Linked DNA regions of Capra hircus: region 1 is linked to region 2. A link is a contact called in public Hi-C data. All regions are on one chromosome and are shown on one strand. Each heading gives the region's core, a stretch centred on a gene start, on an enhancer-like site or on the middle of the called end of the contact. The rest is flanking DNA. Distances are from core to core; before and after follow the strand shown.

The links. Hi-C and Micro-C count contacts between places; a contact is called where the count stands out from the background.
Region 1: a Hi-C map of liver shows a contact between it and region 2, with 3 times the contacts expected there. The contact joins the enhancer-like site here to the promoter of ALPK2 in region 2. A contact is called at or near these places in 3 of 5 Hi-C or Micro-C datasets (blood and liver).

Annotation. Positions count from the first base shown.
Region 1 is chr24:58,034,520-58,039,811 of ARS1.2, forward strand. No RefSeq gene overlaps it. Among named protein-coding and RNA genes, the nearest start is that of MALT1, 68 kb to the left of the region's middle. Within about 2 kb of position 3,187, at least 3 of the 5 cell types and tissues checked have an H3K27ac peak or open chromatin away from gene starts, as enhancers often do.
Region 2 is chr24:57,916,765-57,921,813 of ARS1.2, forward strand. ALPK2 (alpha-protein kinase 2) reads right to left here and starts at 1,997. Exons shown (of 11, transcript XM_018039363.1): 1 at 1,828-1,997. The coding sequence starts at 1,997.

The DNA.
Region 1 (5,292 bases), core at 1,937-4,436, 120 kb after region 2:
GGTCTCCAGAGTCCCCGATTCCTAAATCAGCCCGGGGGGAGGACTTCAGAGAGACCCCGAGCCTGAGGCACAGGCGCCAGCAGGCTCGGCCGACCCCGGACACGTCCGCCACGTGCCCCATGTCTGCATCCAGGGTTGCCTGGGGCCACTGCTGCCCTCGTGGGTGAGCGGCCGGGACCTAGGGGAGAAGCCGTCAGGCCATGGCTGCCCCAGCCCTCCCTGAGCTCGGCCAGCTTCCTTAGTGCAGGGCCCGGTGTACCCTGCAGGTGCCGCTCATGGGAAGAGCAGAAAGGCTGCTCCTTGGAGCCCGCCACCCTCAGCCTCCGCCCGTGGCACCTGGGCATGGACTGAGCTGCCCGGGCACCTGCTGCCACCCCCACGTGGGCTGGTGACTGCGGGCATGCTGCCGGCGGCTGCCCACCAAGAGGCTGCCCCCTGCCCGGAGGCAGCTCCCACACTGGCGCCCACAGGCCTGAAGTCGAGGACACCAGGCACCTGGCGAGGGGCAGGCAGCTCTGCGGGAGGACAGAGGTGTCCTCCCCACGCTGTGCGTTCTGCACCCTCTGTGACGATGCTGGTGACAAGGCTTGCTCTGGGATTATAGGGCTTAAGCTGAGAAGATACAGTCCCACTTTCCTCCACAAAACTGCTGATTTCCTTAGCCACTCTGATGCTTCTAGCCGCAGCAGCCTTCCTGGTAGAGACGTGATCCCACCAAGAAGAGGCAGCATGAAATTAAAAGGCTTAGGCTCAAGAGGACAGCTCCCCTGGGTTCAAAGCCCAGCTCTGCAGCCCTCTCATCTCTTAAGCCTCACTTTTCTCCCAAGTACCATCTGCCACAGGGCTCCTTGTTCTTGTTGTTCAGTCATGTCTGACTCTTCGCAACTCCATGGACTGCAGCACGCCAGGCCTCCCTGTCCATCACCAACTCCTGGAGTTTACTCAAACTCATGTCCGTTGAGTCGGTGATGCCATCCAACCATCTCATCTTCTGCCGTCCCCTTCTCCTCCTGCCTTCAATCTTTCCCAGCATCAGGGTCTTTTTCAGTGAGTCCGTTCTTCACATCAGGTGGCCAGAGTATTGGAGTTTCAGCATCAGTCCTTCCATTGAATACTCAGGGGTATTAGTAAGCATTAGATAAGGTCACCCAATAAAAGCATGAGCAGGCATATAGTAAAAATAAAACATAGGTCACCCACCAGGTTATTAAACTGCAGACAAAAGAAAGGTGTAGTGGGCTGAATAGCGCCCCCTCCCCCACCCCGCCCCGCCAAATGTATCTCTTAATCCCCCAGAATCTGTGACTGCAACCTTATTTGGAAATGTTGTCTTAGCAGATATAACTAAGTATCTGGAGGGAGTTCCCTGGTGGTCCAGCGATTAGGGCTCTGTGCTTTCACTGCTAAGGAAAAGCACAATCCTTTGTGCTCAATCCCTGGTGGGGAACTAAGATCCTGCAAGCCGCGTGGTGCAGCCGAAACATGTTTTTTTAATAAAATAGGCACACACACACAAAAAGATCTGGACGCGAGATGGTCCTGGATGAAGGCGGTCCCTACCCCAGTGGCAAGTGTCTGTGCGTGTAAGGGGCGGGAAAGAAGACAAGGAACGGTGGAGGCCGCGTGGAGGTGGAGGCGGGCACGCGCGGCACAGCCGCAAGCTGAGCGCGCGCCCTACACGCTGCAGACGCACGGGGAGGCGTGCCCTCCAGACTCTCCCACGGGAGAACGGCCCCGCCAAGACCCCACTTTCTGCCCGTTGATACGAAGTTTGGATTTCTGGCCTCCAGAACTGGAAGACAATAAATTTCTGTTGTTTCATGACGCCAAGCTGGTGAAAATGGGTCGTGACAGCTCTAGGAACCCGCACAGGATGGCAGCTCCGACTCCAGCCCCGAGCGGCCTGGGAAGGACCCGGAGCAGCGCGGGCGGAGCCAGCCGAGCCGCCGCTCCCCGGCTGCTGTCAGTCTCGGGCGCCCCCTCCTGGCCCCAAGGCGGACGCGCGCCCCCGCCGGCCCAGACACTCACTGTCTCTAGAGAAACGGCAGAACGGAGGGGATCTCAACATTTGAAACAGAAGCTTGTCTCCAGGGAGGTGCCTGGTGGCCCAGTGGTTCGGATTTGGCGCCTTGGCCGTCGTGGCCTGGGTTCAGCCCCTCGTCGGGGTCCTGAGATCCCACAAGCCGCACGGCGTGACCCAAAAAATTTCTAAGAGAGGATTTTTAACCATGCGTTCTTTCCCCTCGTCCTGAATAACACAGCCAGCTCTGTATCCCGTGTCTCGCTCACACGCTCTGTCTTCTCCCCCTTCTCCGTACGCTCAGCTCCGCCGTGATGACCCAGCTTTCCTCTCGCTTCCTTGGCCCGCTCCTCCCGGACGGAGGACCGTTCCTGGTAGCCCAACCACGCACCTCCCGGGGGTCCCCTCTACCTTGTCACACAGAAATGAACTCAAACCTTCCCCCGCTGATCACAAACTACTGTCAGCTCACTTCAACCTAATCGGGTCCAAAACACACGAACAGCTCGTGGCGAAGATCCCCCTGGAGAAGCAAACGGGCCGACAGGCTACAGCCTATGAGACCGACAGACTTAGTGACTAACCCTCCCCAGCAGGGGAGCAGCTGACGCTCCCGGCCAGGAGGGGAGAGCCGGGGCGGCTCGCTGGTGGTGACATCCGCTGCACCCTCAGAGGAGGGATCCGACCCCAGTGAGAAACTCTGGGGCCTGAGCAGCAGCGACCAGCGGGCCTGAAGGGGTTGGGAGCCCCCTTTAAGGACTCCGGGTCTGCACCGTCCTCTGGGGCCTGCCCAGCTCTCTGGACCAGGCCTTACTTTGTTTTGTTGAGTTCTGGGTGGGTTCAGTTCAGTTCAGTTCAGTTCAGTCGCTCAGTCGTGTCCGACTCTGCGACCCTATGGACTGCAGCACCCCAGGCCTCCCTGTCCATCACCAACTCCCGAAGCTTGCTCAAACTCATGTCCATCGAGTGGGTGATGCCATCCAACCACCTCATCCTCTGTTGTCCCCTTCTGCCCTCAATCCTTCCCAGCATTGGGGTCTTTTCCAGCGAGTCAGCTCTTCCCATCAGGGGCCAGTGTTGGAGCTTCAGCTGCAGCATCAGTCCTTCCAGTGGTGGGTATGCGCCGGGAGCCCAGCAGAGGGCAGCGCAGGCTCGTTTGTCCTTCACTCTGCGTGGGTTTTTTACAACCTGCGAGCTTGCTTCCTGCTGCAGCCCAGAGCACAGGGAAGGCCGGAGCCTCGGGAAGGGCTGCTGGAGCAGCGGAGCAGCGGTGTTTGCAGCCACTCGGCCAAGCCACAATGAGGCCTTGCCAGTGGCCATGCCCCTCCTGACCTCTCACCGCTTGACTCTGGTGCTGCAGTCCGTGGGGTCAAAAAAGAGCCAGACACGCCTGAAGCCACCTAGCACTCACATAACTGGGATCCAATATACCTAACCCTGAGCATCCCCGTCTAAACCATTTCAAGGGCACCGTTCAGTACTGGCCAGTGTGCACAGAATGCTCCCACTCTAGAGTTTGTGATTTCTCATGGACAGAACCCGAGGCACAGCTATGGTGAAAGTCAGAGAAAAGGCCAAGACCTGGAGATTGCTTCTGTTGAGAAAGGAGGAATTCCAAGGTGCGACCCAGAGGCTTCTCAGGCTATGGTACACCTACGCACTTTCCAGACCCCTCTGCCTCGAGGGGCTGGGTGGGGGTTTCCTGTCCACTTCAGTCTCATCTGCCCCCAGCCCTCCCCAGACACTAGCCGGACAAAACCTACAACTCAACTGGGAGTCACGGGGAGCACCCCCAAAGGGATCCCTGCCCACGTTCAGAAACAGGACCAAAGGTTATTCAAAGTGAAAGAAAGTGAAAGTCGCTCAGTCGTGTCCGACTCTTTGCGACCCCATGGACTATGCAGTCCATGGAATTCTCCAGGCCAGAATACTGGAGTGGGTAGCCATTTCCTTCTCCAGGGGATCTTCCCAACCCAGGTCTCCCGCATTGCAGGCAGATGGGAATGAGCCACAAGGGAAGCCCACAAGTTATTCAAAATCCTCTCAAATATCACTCTGAAAATAATCTGTACAGTACGTAAATGGAATGTCAATGGGAAGTGATGATAATTGTGCCCCCAAAACATTTTAGACTTCCCTGGTGGCTCAGTGATAAAGAATCGGCCTGTCAGTGCAAGAGACAAGGGTTCAATCCCTGGATCGAGAAGATCCGCTGGAGAAGGAAATGGCAACCCAGTCCCATGTGCTTGCCTGGAAAATCCTAGGACAGAGGAGCCTGGCGGGCTATAGTCCATGGGGTCGCAGACACGACTTGGCAACTAAAATGGCAGAACACTTTAAGCCGTAAGATGCATTCAGGGTCCTTGGCCTTTGATGAGCTCCAAAGTGAGCAAGACAGAATTTGAATCCCCAATAATAACAACAGCTAGTATTTAGGCAGGTCCTGTGAGCCTGACACAATGTCAGCTGCTTTTCTCATTCAGGCTTTTGTGATGGATGGAGGTATTGTGTCCGATTCACAAAGGAGGAAACTGGAGCCCCCAGGACTGCTGGACTTGCTCAAGGTCACAGAGGAAGAAAATGGTGGAGCCTGCATTTGGACACTTCAGACCAGCTCCAGGTAACTGGCTAGTGACCTCAGCTTTGCCTGGCTTGACGGGGGTGAAGTGCAGTGTCTAAGAGAGAACTGCAGGAATTCTGGCTCAGGGAAGCCGAGAAGCCTGGGGAAGGGTGAGTTTCCCATCTTTGAATAAGGTCAGAACCACCACCAGTTCCAATCGCCCTTAATCTGGATTGGTAAATTCGCACATAAAAAACGTTAACGGGGCATTCACGCACACGCTCACCAGCCAGACCACCTCTTTCCAACACGTGCCCTCCATTTCCGCCGTAGTGCAAAAAAAAAAAAAAAGTTGCCAAAACATCTCAGAACATCCAGGATGCTTTAACCCTCCAGCGGGAAGACCTCCCGAGGCCTGGCCCTTCGTCCGTTTCCCACTTGCCTTTGCTGCCAGCTCTTGAAGGGATCTGAACCTGAGAACATCTGGCGAGGAGGTCGTGTCATCCTTGGATCCGAAAGCGCCAAAAGAAAAAGTAGAACAAGGAATGCCGAATGCTTTTCGGAACTGATTCGCCTGCACTTCTTTTGTTTTTGCTCTCATACGTTTTGGCTCTTTTATTTCAAACTAGTGGTAGGTGGTGGGAAAAAAAGGTTTGAAAGTACTCACCTGCGCCAGGCAGCTGAGCCAACGATGAGCTTAATTAACCTCTCT
Region 2 (5,049 bases), core at 747-3,246:
GCTACATGCCTGCCATATAGTAGCTGCATAATGAATATCATTTACTGTGTGTGTTAGTCACTCAGTCGTGTCCAACTCTTTGTGACCCCACAGACTGTAGCCCACCAGGCAGGCTTCTCTGTCCATGGAATTCTCCAGGCAAGAATACTGGAGTGGATTGCCATTCCCTTCTCCAGAGGAACTTCCCAACCCAGGGATCGAACCCTGGTCTCCTGCCTCACAGGCAGATTCTTTGCCATTTGAGCTACAGGGAAGTCTGAATATCATTTTAAAATTAAATAATAAACCTGAGGCTTTCAAGGGCTAAAGTCTCTCTTGGTAAATGTCATGCTGCACTTGAAACAATATGGTTTATTGTCAGATATCTTTTGATGTTGATTTCTAACCTAATTTCACAGTGATAAGAAAACAGACTCTGTATGATTTCATTATCTTTGGACCATGAAATTTTTACATGTTACAAATTTGCATTGTTTTATGTCCCTGGATATATTATTCCAGTGTCTCCTGGTTTACAGTCTATGGGAACTTGAATAGAATTTGTATCCTGCTGTTGTGTGAAAACTGTATAAACCTTAACTATGTTGAATTGGCTCATAGTGCTTTTCAGGTCTACTATATCCTTCTATTTTTCTATCTGTTTATTCTATTAATTTTGGGGAGTTTGACATTGAAACTCCTAAGTAAAAATCTTAATTTATCTACTTAAAAAAACTGTAATATACAATCACTATATATAACTTTGTTCTGTATTTTCCAAGTTTCCTATAAATGTGTTATCATACTTTCATAATTTAGAAAAAATTTTAAAGAAATATTAATTTTTTAAAAATTAAATAATGAACGAATAAATGGATGTCTTGAACACAAGGTTAGACGGGCTGCAGGCCAGCTGAGTCAAGCATTTCAATCATGGTAAAGTGACCTCTGACCTTACTTTGAAACAACAACAAAGATCAGAGATCAAGAAAGCTGTTATTGAGCAACTACTAAATAACAAGCCTTTTACAAGCAGTATGTCATTTCATGCATTCAGCCACCCTTTGGAGGATGAAAAAGCTGAGTTTCAGAGAGGTGAAGTAACTGGCCAAGGTCACACAGCCCGAAAATGGCAGAGCTAAAATGCAAACCCAAGCCCTCACTTTGCTGTTTCCAAGGCTACTGGCACACACCCATGCCTCTCAGTCATTTTCATGCCACGCCCGCAGACCTCGGTCTCCTCAGAGCCACTGTAAAGGACATGAGACCGATTTGGCTGCACTGGGGAACAAGAGCCACTCAGCTTCCACCAGAGGAGTTCTCCTTTTCTCCACTTCACCTACGACGTTTCCTGATTTCACCCCAACCACACAGTTCTTGTGGGAACGAGAAAGAATGAGAAACCGGTGTGCTGGGCCACACCACTTCCTCAAACCAGGCCAGCAGGTCCGGTTTCCAGCCTCAACTCCACCACCAACTTGCTGCGGGATCCGGGCCCATCACTTCTTCCTTTCATTCTTACACAAGAAATGCTGGGTGACAGATAATGAAATCCCACGGTGCTTCTTAACTTTCCAGAGAGGACAAGACTTTCAAAAGAGCTTATTCAATGAATGGAAATGGTTGGGCCACCATGTACCATCCATGGCAGCAATTAGATGAGGGTGATGAATTACCAGGCAGAGTTTAGCAGTCATTGCTAGAGGCTGTGGCTGATGACTGTCCATCACATCTAACGGGACTCAAAAAGAAAACGCTAGCCAATCTTTTGACCTTACCCGATAGTAACCAGCACACGACAGATCATGGGGAGCTTAGTCAACAGTCCGCCGAGGCACATCCACTTACCAGTAGAGGTGTAATACATGAACATACTGATTCTCGAAGAATTCGTAACTGGAGACACTGCCACACTCATCTATGGTTCGACCATTCTTATACCAAGTTACCTCTGGCTTGGGCTGGCCTGATGATAAAGAAATAAGAATATTCTTACTAGGTGAAGTCTCTTTGGAAAATCATAAAGCTATGAATAAGAATGGATGATAAATAATCAGGATAAGCATGATGGACATGTCATTGGGGAACCAGAAAAGCTTCTTCTCATGGATAAAAACACTTCCTTCAATAAGCACTCTTGGGCATGTTACGTGCCTAAGAGGATGCTGGGCTGGAGTCGGGGCAGGGGAGCATGCAACGTGGAAAGTGCTGCTCCAGATCTCGAGAAGCTGTTAAGAGGGCTTCCCAGGTGGCCCAGGGACAAGGCATGCGCCTGCCAACGCAGGAGACATGGGTTCAAGCCCCGGTCCAGGAACATCCCATGTGCCTCGGAGCAACTGAGCCCATGCACCACAGCTATGGACTCTGTGCTCTACAGGCCGGGAGTTGCAGCTACTGAGCCCACAGATCACGGCTCCCGAAGCCCGCGCACCCTAGAGCCCGTGCTCCACGACAAGAGCAGCCACCGCGATGAGGAGCCTGCTCGGCAGCTAGAGAGGAGCCCCTGCTCGCTACAGCCGGAGAGAAGCCTGTGCAGCGACGAAGACCCAGAACAACCATAAACTAATAAATAAATAACTTTCTAAAAGACTGAGTGTCCTTAGCTACTATTTTTTTTTAAAAAAGCTATTAAGAAAAATTATCTACAACTTAAAGATAAGGCGAAAATGTGGATGGTATCTTGCTTCAATGTCACATGGGACAAAGGTCCGTCTCAGAGTTATCCAGGAGAAATGCCTTCTGCTTCATCAGTGATTACTATTGATTACAATCCCCAGACTTGAAGTTACATATAAACTTTTGAATTTTTATGCAACAGAGATGCAAATAATCTCCACATAGAAGACATGATAACCCCATAAACTACAGTTTATGGCCATGTAGGACAATGACCAACGTTCTATCTAACTCAGCAATCTTATCTTAACATTCGTTTATTAAGTTGCCTAGAAACACCCAGTTTCTCAAATGCGCTTTAACCAGGCCTTGATATTTTCTGGTTCTGTTTATTCAAAGAATTGAGAGACTTTCTCTGTGGTCCAGTGGTTCAGAGTTCCCCTCCCAAAGCAGGAGGTACAGATTTGATCCCTGGTCAGGGAACTAAGATCACCCATGCCTCTTGGACAAAAAAAAAAAAACAACAAAACATAAAACAGAAGCAATATTATAACAAATTCAGTAAAGACTTTTAAAAAATTTTCCACGTGAAATAATGGAAGAATAGTTCCTGAAAAAAAAGAATGGAATAAAATTTTTGACGTTCACTCCATATTTGCATGGGAATCACTTTACCTTTTGAAAATTATACCTTAATGGTGCTCAGAGTTGCTTTATATTGTGGTACGAAAAAGCAAAGAACAAAATAGATGAGCTAAAACCGTGTCTTCCTGAGGACGAAGGAGTCCGGAATGTAGGTTTCCCAGGCTGGTGCCGTGAGGACGTGTGACCGATATTATCACAGAAATGGACCTACGCTTTCCCTCTCAGGAGGGGTTCACCCTTCCCCTGGTGATCGTTAACCGGATAGACTGCTAATGGGCTAATCTGGTAAACCCCCTCAGGAATTCCATTCACCTCGTGGAATTTATTCCCCCTTGTGACAGACAGGGCAGGAAGGTTTCCAGTGTGTACCAGAGCTTTCTCGCTAGCTCCCATGTCATTGAAAACATATTAGATGTGCCACCTCTACTGGAGGAAAACCTGGTATTTGGAAGCAATATCTTCTCACCAGGGAGGCCCTCCTCTCTCTCTGTGTCTCCTCTAACTTGGGGTCTCCCCGCTGTGCTCCCACCTCCTCTTCCTCCAGGCAGGCAGACCGACCAGGTATCGGTCCCTGGTGCAGGCAGCAGACAAGCCTGCAGGCAGGGACATCTCCAGCAGCTGCTTGGCTGAGTCTCTTTCAAGCAAATGACTAAACCACCAAAAAAAAAAAAAAGCTTCCCTGAAAAACCATCAAGGAAGCTGCTGATCATATTTCATTTCTGCCTGTTCTTATCAGACTTGTGTTCCCCTTTGGGTCAGTTTTACCGAATTTCTTCTTAGGAAGCATTTAATTGCTCCTCCATGGTGTGTTCCTGAATTTATGGAAGCCATGATGGCAAGTATGCATAAGCTGAGCCTGGGTGACTCATTCTGATTTCTCGGGCTCCAGTGTTTCATTTCAGGCGTAAGCGGGGCTGATTGAATCCCCCGGCTTCCTACTGACTGACCATTTTTTTCCCTTCATGTGGTACAGAGCTGAATAATTGGCCCCAGAGGAGATTTGCACAGAGAAGTGGTATCTTGTACCTAGTGGGTAGTTCTCTTTTCACCCTCTACTTGCTGCAAACCTCACCCCAAAATCATACCCTTGTTTTTAAGCCTACCTGCAGGTCGCTTATTGAGAGCCACCTGCAGAACATTTCACAAGTATCTGACTTATGTGTGTGGGGACCAGTATCCAACGTTAGGGCCCATCCAAACCTTGGGCTTCCTAGGGAGACAGGGGGCTATTCTGAAGGCTCAATAGTGAGCCTGAGCCCGTCTCTCTATCTGAATGGCTGTGGACAAACACCAAGGAAGGGGGGGTGCTGTCCTCTCGGCTTGGGGAGTCAGGTGCCCAGTCCTATACCCAAAGATCCAGACTGGAAGGTGAGATTTAATTGCAACTTCTGCTAAGGAAGCAGAGCCATTTTAGAGACTGACTCTTCCCATCTCTGGACATAGAAAAAGGGAAAAAGGGGTGAAAAGTTTTCTTTCATCCTCTAGACAAGACCACCAGTGCCTCCATATTTTCAAGGGTAGACATAATTCAAGAAAGAGAAGAAAACAACTCACAAGGTACCAAATACTGCTTCCCTGCCCAACAACTTTCCTTTTAATACCAAATCCTGGGGACTTCCCTGATGGTCCAGTGGTTAAGACTCCACGTTGCCAGTGGTCATGGGTTCGATCCCTGGTCAGGTAACTAAGATCCCACATGCCGTGCGGTGGAGCCCAAAGATAAATAAATAAGTAATAAATCCCTTTTCCCAGGGTGAAAGTTGTGGACCAGCTCTGGGTTATTTATGCTCCAGACGGGGAATTCCAGCT